Linked DNA regions of Zea mays: region 2 is linked to region 1. A link is a contact called in public Hi-C data. All regions are on one chromosome and are shown on one strand. The core of a region is the stretch at or near the end of the contact, and the rest is flanking DNA. Distances in the headings are between cores, read along the strand shown. Region 1 holds the start of LOC542333 (cytosolic glyceroldehyde-3-phosphate dehydrogenase GAPC3). Region 2 holds the start of LOC100193440.

Region 1 (4,956 bases), core at 2,151-4,650:
AAGACGGCACATGAAGGGGACTATCACGCCCGGATTTTAGAGAGTCCAAAACCCAGGCGCGAATTAATCACCAAGTGTGTTAGGATCAAGTCTCACACATATGATGACTCATTATACAGAAACAAATGTCACATCATTAATATATAACTGAGTTCTGTAGACGACGACCCAGCAACCAAAGTTGACCTGGAGATGACGACCTAGACCACTCACGAACTCATCAGAACATCCTTCACACGCCTCATCCTGTGGTATCTGTCCTTGACCTGGGGGGATGTGAGAACTGCAAGGGTGAGCTCACATACGTTCATCTCTCAACAAGTTGTGGGGGATAATGTGCATGAACTCACCAAAGGTGGGAGCTCGTCCGAAGTGTAAGTCTTACCAAAGAGGATGGTTAAAGCTGAGCATTGCTTTTAAAGTTGGTCAAAATTTTATTAGCAGTTACTAAATATAAGTAGATACCAACCTAATTAAATAAGAGATCAAGATTAATAACAACACCCACAATGCAATGCAAATGACAAACTGAGTTTAGTTACATAAGTTAATCATGTGAAGCAAGCAAGAGACACCTAATTGTGTGGTGATTCTTGCTGGGTCTTAGTGACCCGTGTGATTAAGAAGAAGCATTCGACCGGTCTAGGTGACCGATTGAGAGAGAGAAAGGGTTGAAATAGACCCGACCTTTGTGGCCTCCTCAATGGGGAGTAGGTTCTTTGGAACTGAACCTCGGGAAACAAATCGTCGTGTCCACTTGTGTTGATCTTCACCATTCGATTTGTTTCTTCCCTCTTCTCTCTCTCTAAAGTTCTCTTGCTCACAACCTTTTGATTTGGCTCCCAAATTATCCGCATTGATCGAGCAACTCATTGCAAGAAGAACTATCTTTCGCACTCTAGATTAACATTTATTTATTTCCAACCTAACCTCGGGTGAAGTACGTGTTCAAAGCTTATAATTTTCAGGTTTCACCTATTCACCTCCCCTCTAGACGACTTTCATTGTCACATTGTTTTCGTACCGAGCACTCACGTAGTCTCGCTCCCGCCTGCCCACGAACGTGTTGCTACGTGGTCGAGTTATCGTGTTCTTCTCTTCCACAACGTCGCATTGCTCCACTTCGCGCACCTCATGCAGTCACCCCTAGAGACCATCCATCTCTTCTCCCGCATTCACCTTCTCCTTGCTCACCAAGTTTGTCGCGACCACACACTCACTTCCCACCACGGTTGGTCGAGGAGGCCCCCAAGGAAGGGGCAACACTATGACTTGGTTGCCAACAAGGCATATGCGCCAGGCTGCCGCTCTTCCCCTCCCACTGGCGATGCTTAAGCTTCAAATTTCGTCTAGCTCCGCCACTATCTTCAAAGCTGCCATGTCAACATTTGTATAGGAAACTGGAGTTGAACTGTTGAAGTTGGCCTTTTTGGCCCAAGTGCGCAACCAGATGCATCAGCCATCACGACCTGCAGGCCTTAGGCCCTCACAAGTCACGTCTCCTCACGGCCTCAGCATCACCACTCAGGCACTCTCACATTCATGGTTCACAGATGCGCTCACACTCGGTCTCGGTCTCACGAACCCTAGCCTGCAAACATCGCCCGTATCCTGTGGATTCACCGCCCACCGAGCCGTCGACCAGACTCGATACCATCGCCACCCCCGTCTCGCCACCAGCCGGCCACCGCGCAACCTTTTGTCACCCTATGCAGCTACGGTCGTGGCCTGTTGAGCCTTCGCCACACCATGCAGTTTATTCATCATTCGTCATGCAAGCAGCACCCTATTGAGCCAAGATAAATGTTACTGTTGATGTTCTATGCAGTTTTGCAATCGGTCATGGTAAAATAGATGTTATTATTCTGGTGTTGCAAAATATTGCTTGTTCTATGCAATGCTTATATATAAACTAATGTAAACGGACAACTGCAATGTTTCTGATGTTATTGTTCCGATGTTATTGTAGACTGCAATGTTCTATGTAAATTGATGTTATTGTTCCGGTGTTCCAAAATGTTGTGCTGTGTTCTACGAGGTCAGGTATGTTTAGTTAAAAGCCCCGAGCGAGCGGGGGAGAGTGGGGTTTCGAGGGAGGAGGAGGGAGAGTGAGATGTGTAGGAAGGAGACACGGAAAGGATACGAGGAGAGGAGAACCGTCAACTGGAAGCATCTACACACAGGAGCACGGGAGAGGATGGGAACCAATGATCCATGATCAAATGGCCATGAAAATTAGGCCGACGTGGACACATATGGTAGCAGATTTCCTTTCTGTTTTCATAATAAGGAAAACTAAAAATGGAACCAAAGTTTTCGATTAACCAAAGTGTCGGTTTCCTCTTTTACAAGCAGCTTTTCGTATATCCTTTTTTTAACCCAAACTTAAAAAACGAACAAAAAATGTTCGATCGATTTCCTAAGGCATGTTTGGTTCAACCTTTTCTGACTAGCTTTTCTGTGAATCTGACTATGGAGAGATTCTGAGTGTGAGAAGAATCTGAGTATCGTGGGGATTACTTGCTAAGGAAGATGAAGTGGTGCAAAGAGTTCAAGATATAGAAAGCAATGGATTTCTACTATCGTGACGAGTCGATCGATTCTATGTTTATGTTGCCTCTGGACGGTTTTTATCAAAACGATTCTTATAGAAATGAGCTAAAAAGCTAGGCCGTTTGAAAGTCCGTAACAATTTTTGGTGGTCAAAAGCTAAAAAAGTCTAAACAAAAAAGCCTAAACAAACCGTGCCCAGTCCTACGGTTAACCACAACCTTCTAGAGAAGGGGGCATGCCATGGGGAAAGGGTGCACACATGGAGGCCATTAAAGAAGAAAACGTGTGAGAAAGGAGAAAAAAAAAGAAATAAGATGGTTCATGGGAATATGGGATGACGTGTGCAATATAGTGGCAGCGATAGATAATTTGTTTTTCAGCTCTACGCCTCTACCAAATTTTAGTTGGTGCGTCACCTTTAAAAAGCTCTAATATATTCGTTTTTTAATTGGTGTAATTTTTTTTTGCAAAGAGGCAGTTTTAGGCGCGCAGACAGCTTTATTAAATTGTAAATCACGCATGCAAAAGAGATTATCTGTGGAGGAATACTGACGATCTGGATTGGCACCCCCTTTCCCCTCCCCCCACAAGGTCCACAGAATCTTTTTTCATCCGACGGCCGCCGAAAACCAGCTCGGCCAATGGTTTCTTCTTCTTCACCAAGAAAAGAAGGGCAGACCCACCACCGCATCACATGACTTCTCTCCCCACTCCCGGCCAGTCCGAACCCAGCAACGGTCCAGGTTTCCAAGGTCCAACGTTCCGACCCACGGGAAGCTTCTAGAAACCATTAGACGCACCGGTCGCGTTCCTCCTCATGGCCCCCACTTGTCATCCGTCCATCCTCACGTCTCTGCCCCACCATTTTACCGGTAGCCAACAAAACTAGGTTCCGTGGCGTCGGGTGGGACCAGCAAGCAGCCGCCGCAGCCGGCCCCCAGGCGCCTCTATATACGGCACTCCGACTCCGATACATTGGCGACATCACAGATCACACACACTCGAGAACTCCATTTCGATCTCATTTGAAATCAACCCATCCTCGTTTCCTCCGTCTAGCAGCCTCTCACCCTCATGGGTAATGCCGTCACTCCTGCAATCTGGTTGTGTTTTTCGGATTTTTTTTATCGCTGGTGGTGACATTTCCGCTGATTTTCTTTTGTTTGTTTGGTTGCTTGTGTTTGTGCTCTGGTATACGCAGCCAAGATCAAGATCGGGATCAATGGTGAGTTCGCATCCTCGGATCCCAGTTACGATGTATTTGAGTCACACCGTTCGTGTCGGTTTTGACCGTTCTATTTTGTTGGTGCAGGGTTTGGCAGGATCGGAAGGCTGGTGGCCAGGGTGGCCCTGCAGAGCGACGACGTCGAGCTCGTCGCCGTGAACGACCCCTTCATCAGCACCGATTACATGGTATAGCCCCTTGTATCGCTTATCGCTTGATCTGGTACTTAGGGAGTGTGCTGTAACATGGTAATATGCCCCCTCGTATCGCTAATCCCTTGATCTGCTAATTAAGGTAGTGATTGGCTGAACGTGCTTGTTCAATGGTAGCAGATCTGTATTTTGTCCTTGTTCAATGTGGAACAGCTGCATTATATGAGAATATTAGTAAACGGGGATGCGTAGATCTGACGTGGATGCCATTTTTTATATGGATTGGTGTTACCCATTCTGTCATAAAACACATGATTGTAATTTACTGATCTATCGTAGAAACTCTTTAGTGGTTATATTTAGGTTGTTGATCTGTGGATGCACGTGTATCTGTGCCTTGCTCTGACTGTCATGTGCTTTGGATTATTATATAGGCAATCTGTTTTTTTCTTGGGAATCCTATGCTAAGGTTAATTCAAATCTTATGATCTGGATTACATTCTATTTTATTGTTGTTGATCTAAATAGTGTTTGAAGTATCCAAATCTGTATTCTCTACAGAATTTAATTCTCTGGTTAATCTCTTCTTGCATTTGGCAAATTGATTAGTTAAATTACACCAATTAGGTCTCCTGTAACTTGGTTACGCCAACTGGGTCTTCTCTTATATGACTGAATTTGACTTTGCTATTGCAGACCTACATGTTCAAGTATGACACTGTGCACGGACAGTGGAAGCACCATGAGGTCAAGGTGAAGGACTCCAAGACCCTTCTCTTTGGTGAGAAGGAGGTTGCTGTGTTTGGCTGCAGGTTTGTTACTATTCCTTTTATAGTTTGTTTCATACCCAATTAAACCATCGTGTGGTGACTAATGCGTAATAATGACCTGGTTTGCAGGAACCCTGAGGAGATCCCATGGGGTTCGGTTGGCGCTGAATATGTTGTTGAGTCTACTGGTGTTTTCACTGACCAGGAGAAGGCTGCAGCTCACTTGAAGGTATAATTTTGTTTTATTCCAGGGTAT
Region 2 (4,582 bases), core at 1,395-3,894, 360 kb after region 1:
GAGGGATGACCAGGGGTACGTTCGATACATAACCGAGGCTCGGGCTGTGCTCCCGAGGTACCCTAGGACATTTCCGAGACCAGCGGGAACGATCTTGTAACAGAATCCCATCGGAGGGAGGCATCGAGCCCTTGGACCCCGTCGCCAGGGGACCGGGTCCGGCAGATCACCCGCAGGTACTTTTGGGCGTGCCTCAGGGCCCCTAGCCGACCCCCAACGAACGGGGCACGGACGTCCACTCGGATTACCCGCTTGCAGCTCACTGGAGACACCATGTTCGGTGCCCATCGAGGGTAACATGGCGCTCTCCCCCCTCCTCCTTGCGGAAAGGCGATGTAGGGGCGTATGTAAAAAGCCGAGTCTGTCCCTGACCGCCCTCTCGCCCTGTGCGGAGGCTCGGGGGCTGCTCTCGCAAACCCGGCTCCGGCCAAACCGTTGACAGCGTCAACATACCAGCCCGAGAGCTTGGGCCCCGACCGTGCACCCGGGCTACGGCCAGTTCGCATGAGGGAACAACCAGACCAGCCGAAGCATTACGCAAGGCATTAAGACCTCGAAGGAGTGAAACCACTCCTCCGAGGCCTCGGGGGCTACACCCGGCGGGTGCGCTCGTGCGCACCCACCGGAACAAAATGCAACCGAGAAAGGCTGGTCCCCTTGCAAAAAAGTGCGACGAAAGCCTCCAAGCGAGTGCTAACACTCCCTTCGAGGCTCGGGGGCTACTGTCGGGGACCATAATTAGGGGTACCCTCAAGACGCCTAATTCTCAGCTGGTAACCCCCATCAGCATAAAGCTGCAGAGGCCTGATGGGTGCGATTAAGTCAGGGATCGGTCCATACGAGTGACTCGATCACGCTTCGCCCAAGCCTAGCCTCGGACAAGGGCAGCCGACCTCGAGGGACTTCCGTCTCGCCCGAGGCCCCCCTTTTTACGGCGGACACGTTACCGGCTCGCCCGAGGCCTTGGCTTCGCTAGGAAGCAACCCTGACTAAATCGCCGCACCGACTGACCAAGTTGCAGGAGCATTTAACGCAAAGGTGGCCTGACACCTCTATCCTGACGCGCGCCCCCCGGCAGAGCCGAAGTGACCGCCGTCACTCCGCCGCTCCACTGACCGGCCTGACGGAAGGACAGCGCCGCCTGCGCCACTCCGACTACAGTGCCACTCGATAGAGTGAGTCTGACAGGCAGTCAGGCCTTGCCGAAGGCGCCATAGGAAACTCCGCTCCGCCCGACCCAGGGCTCGGACTCGGGCTAAGCCCCGGAAGACGGCGAACTCCGCTCCGCCCGACCTAGGGCTCGGACTCGGGCTAAGCCCCGGAAGACGGCGAACTCCGCTCCGCCCGACCCAGGGCTCGGACTCGGGCTAAGCCCCGGAAGACGGCGAACTCCGCTCCGCCCGACCCAGGGCTCGGACTCGGGCTAAGCCCCGGAAGACGGCGAATTCCGCTCCGCCCGACCCAGGGCTCGGACTCGGGCTCGGCCCCGGAAGACGACGAACTCCGCTCCGCCCGACCCAGGGCTCGGACTCAGGCTCGGCCCCGGAAGACGACGAACTCCGCCTCGCCCGACCCCAGGGCTCGGACTTCGCTCTGGCCTCTGCCGAACGATCTCCGCCTCGCCCGACCCAGGGGCTCAGGCTCGGCCTCGGCCACAGAAGACAGATTCGACCTCGACTTCAGAGGAGCCCCCACGTCGCCCGGCCTAGGACGCAGGCCCGCCACGTCAACAGGAAGCGCCATCATCATCCTATCCCGAGCCGACTCGGGTCACAGAGAACAAGACCGGTGTCCCATCTGGCTAGCTCCGCCAGATGGGCAATGATGGCGCCCCACAAGCTCTGTGACGACAGCGGCTCTCAGCTCTCTTACGGAAGCAGGAGGACGTCAGCAAGGACTGGACCGCTCCGACAGCTGTCCCTCCGCCAAGCTCCGTTGCTCCTCCGACCGCCACGACATCACGCCAGCAGGGTGCCAAGATCTCTCCGGCTGCCACATTGGCATGTACTTAGGGCGCTAGCTCTTCCTCCGCTAGACACGTAGCACTCTGCTACACCCCCATTGTACACCTGGGTCCTCTCCTTACGACTATAAAAGAAAGGACCAGGGCCTTCTTAGAGAAGGTTGGCCGCGCGGGGACGAGGACGAGACAGACGCTCTCTTGGGGCCGCTCGCTTCCCTCACCCGCGTGGACGCTTGTAACCCCCCTACTGCAAGCGCACCCGACCTGGGCGCGAGACGAACACGAAGGCCGCGAGATCTCCACCTCTCTCACGCCCGTCTCCGGCCACCTCGCCGCTCCCCCCTTCGCGCTCGCCCACGCGCTCGACCCATCTGGGCTGGGGCACGCAGCACACTCACTCGTCGGCTTAGGGACCCCTCGGTCTCGAAACGCCGACAATTACACATTATGGAGTTTATTCAATAAATGAGCCAAGCCTATAAAAAATCCAACAATTTCTAACATGCAATACATTGTCAACATATAACTCAAGATATCGAGTATACATTGGATAATGCCATGAGCATGATCTATCAAATATTTTAGAAAGGAAAAATTAATGAAAACGAAATAGGAAAAAATTATAGTATGAACTTTTATTTGGTCGTCCATCTAAAAAGCCCATTAATTGAGCACAAAGCCAAGTTCCACCAGGCCGAAACGTTTCTTTAGTCTTTACCCTAACCTTCCAGCGAAGGCACACAGCCGCCGCCGTTTCTTCATCTTCTCGCAGCGCCGGCGCTCCATCTTCCCCTCCCTTCCGTACTCGCGCTCGGCACGCGGGCAACGGCAGCGGCGCTCAGGCTCTCAGCGACGGCGTCAGCGGCTTCCCCTCCCGACTCTCGCCAGTCGCCTCGCGCCCTAGCCTCCGATCCTCCGCACACCGGCCGGTGACCCAGCGTGCGTGCTTCTCTCTCTCCCCCACCTCCGATGGATTTTAAATGGCGCCCGCCCCCCGCGTCTGTGCCGCGCGCGGCCTGAGGGCAGCGGGAGCCAGCATCCGCTGCTCGACCAAGGCTGTCGAGCCGCTTTGCGAGCGCTTATGCCCCAAAGCGAAGCGTTACCCGTCCTCTTAGCGCTTCAGCGCGCTGAAGCGTGCGCGTAGTGCCACCTTTCATATTCGAAAACAACTGGTGGTTTGGTGTACCCTGTTTTTCCCATAGCTTTTGGCCTTCTAGAGAAATTTTGCCTTGAAGATCTAGAAAGCTAGCATCACATTTAGAGAACACTCAGACTGGGCTTCCAATGAAGAACATGGCAGGAGCTTACTATAAACTTCTTGTAGGATATGACAGTTATATCAAGCAGTCAAGCATGATGTGCCAACAAATTTGCCATATGAGTATTCTTTTTAAAGCACAGTTCTATCTCAATTATATTCCATCAAAATCACTGTTTGGTTTTATCTGGTTGCAGTAAAAATCATGCACTATAGTATTATGCCATCCTCAACCTATTGATTTATGATGATTATCCTTTGCGAACATATAAAGCTTACTGTTAATTGCAGAATTTTCCTTTTTGAACATATCATATTTTAGTGTACATGCTATTTCTTATCATGGTCCCAAAGTTTCTGGGTCGGGGTTGAGGTACGGGTCATGAAACGTTGTATACTACTTGTAAAATATTTTTACACTACGGGTCAAAAATAAACCCACGAATCTGGGTTGGGGTGAACAAACGTAGGTCGAGGGTCGATGACTTCCAACCCATTGTATGTGATTATGGCTCTGATATTGTAGCCATTTCAGTTCCAAATCTGCAAATGCTTCTCCTTGATATCTGCTAATATGAAGATGAAGAGTGCAGCTAGTGATTCATCTTGCTAGGGTGATCTCATTGTCTGTATAGCTTCACTTTCTTCAACGAACCTTCTGTCACCTTCATTGTAAATTGCACCTTCTGGGTTGTAACTGATGGTGTTATATACATGTTCTCCTTTGCGGTGGTATGGTGATAGTTTTCCCTAGAACCTGTCAGTGATTACGCTAGCTAAGGTGGGGCTAGGTGGGACGGTGTTGCCTAGTGGCTAGTGCCTAGTTAAGCTAGGTGGTCATTAGGTACCTTGGCAACACTATTTTAAATGCAAGGGTACCACACCTTTTTACACATATTTTTTGTATTGTTTGTCAGAGAAAAAACAGCATCGTAGCATTGCAGAAGTACCACCTAAAAAATCACTCATCAATTTTTCTGTTTGCAAACACTAAAGGAAATCACCATTTTGCTTCAGTCCTGGTTGTGCTCAATTTCTTTCTAGCTAAACATCTGTTATGTTGTGTATCTTGATAATTCAGATGCACTGTTGGCTAACTAAACATACCCCGGTTGTTATCCTTGGTAGTTGGTACATGTCAATAAGTCATGGGTGTGGATGAAGGGGGTACGACCCCACTCGTCCATGAACCAGCTCTACATAAGGAGACTGGATCAGTTTGGTTAGAGAGATAAGATTAAAAATGGGATTGTTTGCTAGATACAAGATAAGGTTGTTAGCTCCAGGATTTTAGCGTCAGATTGGATTCATTAGCTTATATAAGGTTGTGGCAGTCACTGTTAAAAGGTGTCGCCTAGGCG

What was found. A called contact is a pair of places that touch in the nucleus more often than the background predicts.
Region 2: a Hi-C map of leaf shows a contact between it and region 1, with 6 times the contacts expected there. The contact joins the promoter of LOC100193440 here to the promoter of LOC542333 in region 1. A contact is called at or near these places in 2 of 25 Hi-C or Micro-C datasets (both in leaf).

The regions. Positions count from the first base shown.
Region 1 is chr4:138,099,274-138,104,229 of Zm-B73-REFERENCE-NAM-5.0, forward strand. It overlaps LOC542333 (cytosolic glyceroldehyde-3-phosphate dehydrogenase GAPC3), which reads left to right and starts at 3,401. Exons shown (of 12, transcript NM_001111915.2): 1 at 3,401-3,631; 2 at 3,755-3,778; 3 at 3,866-3,966; 4 at 4,627-4,742; 5 at 4,830-4,929. The coding sequence starts at 3,628.
Region 2 is chr4:138,458,771-138,463,352 of Zm-B73-REFERENCE-NAM-5.0, forward strand. It overlaps LOC100193440, which reads left to right and starts at 2,645. Exons shown (of 7, transcript NM_001138559.1): 1 at 2,645-2,902.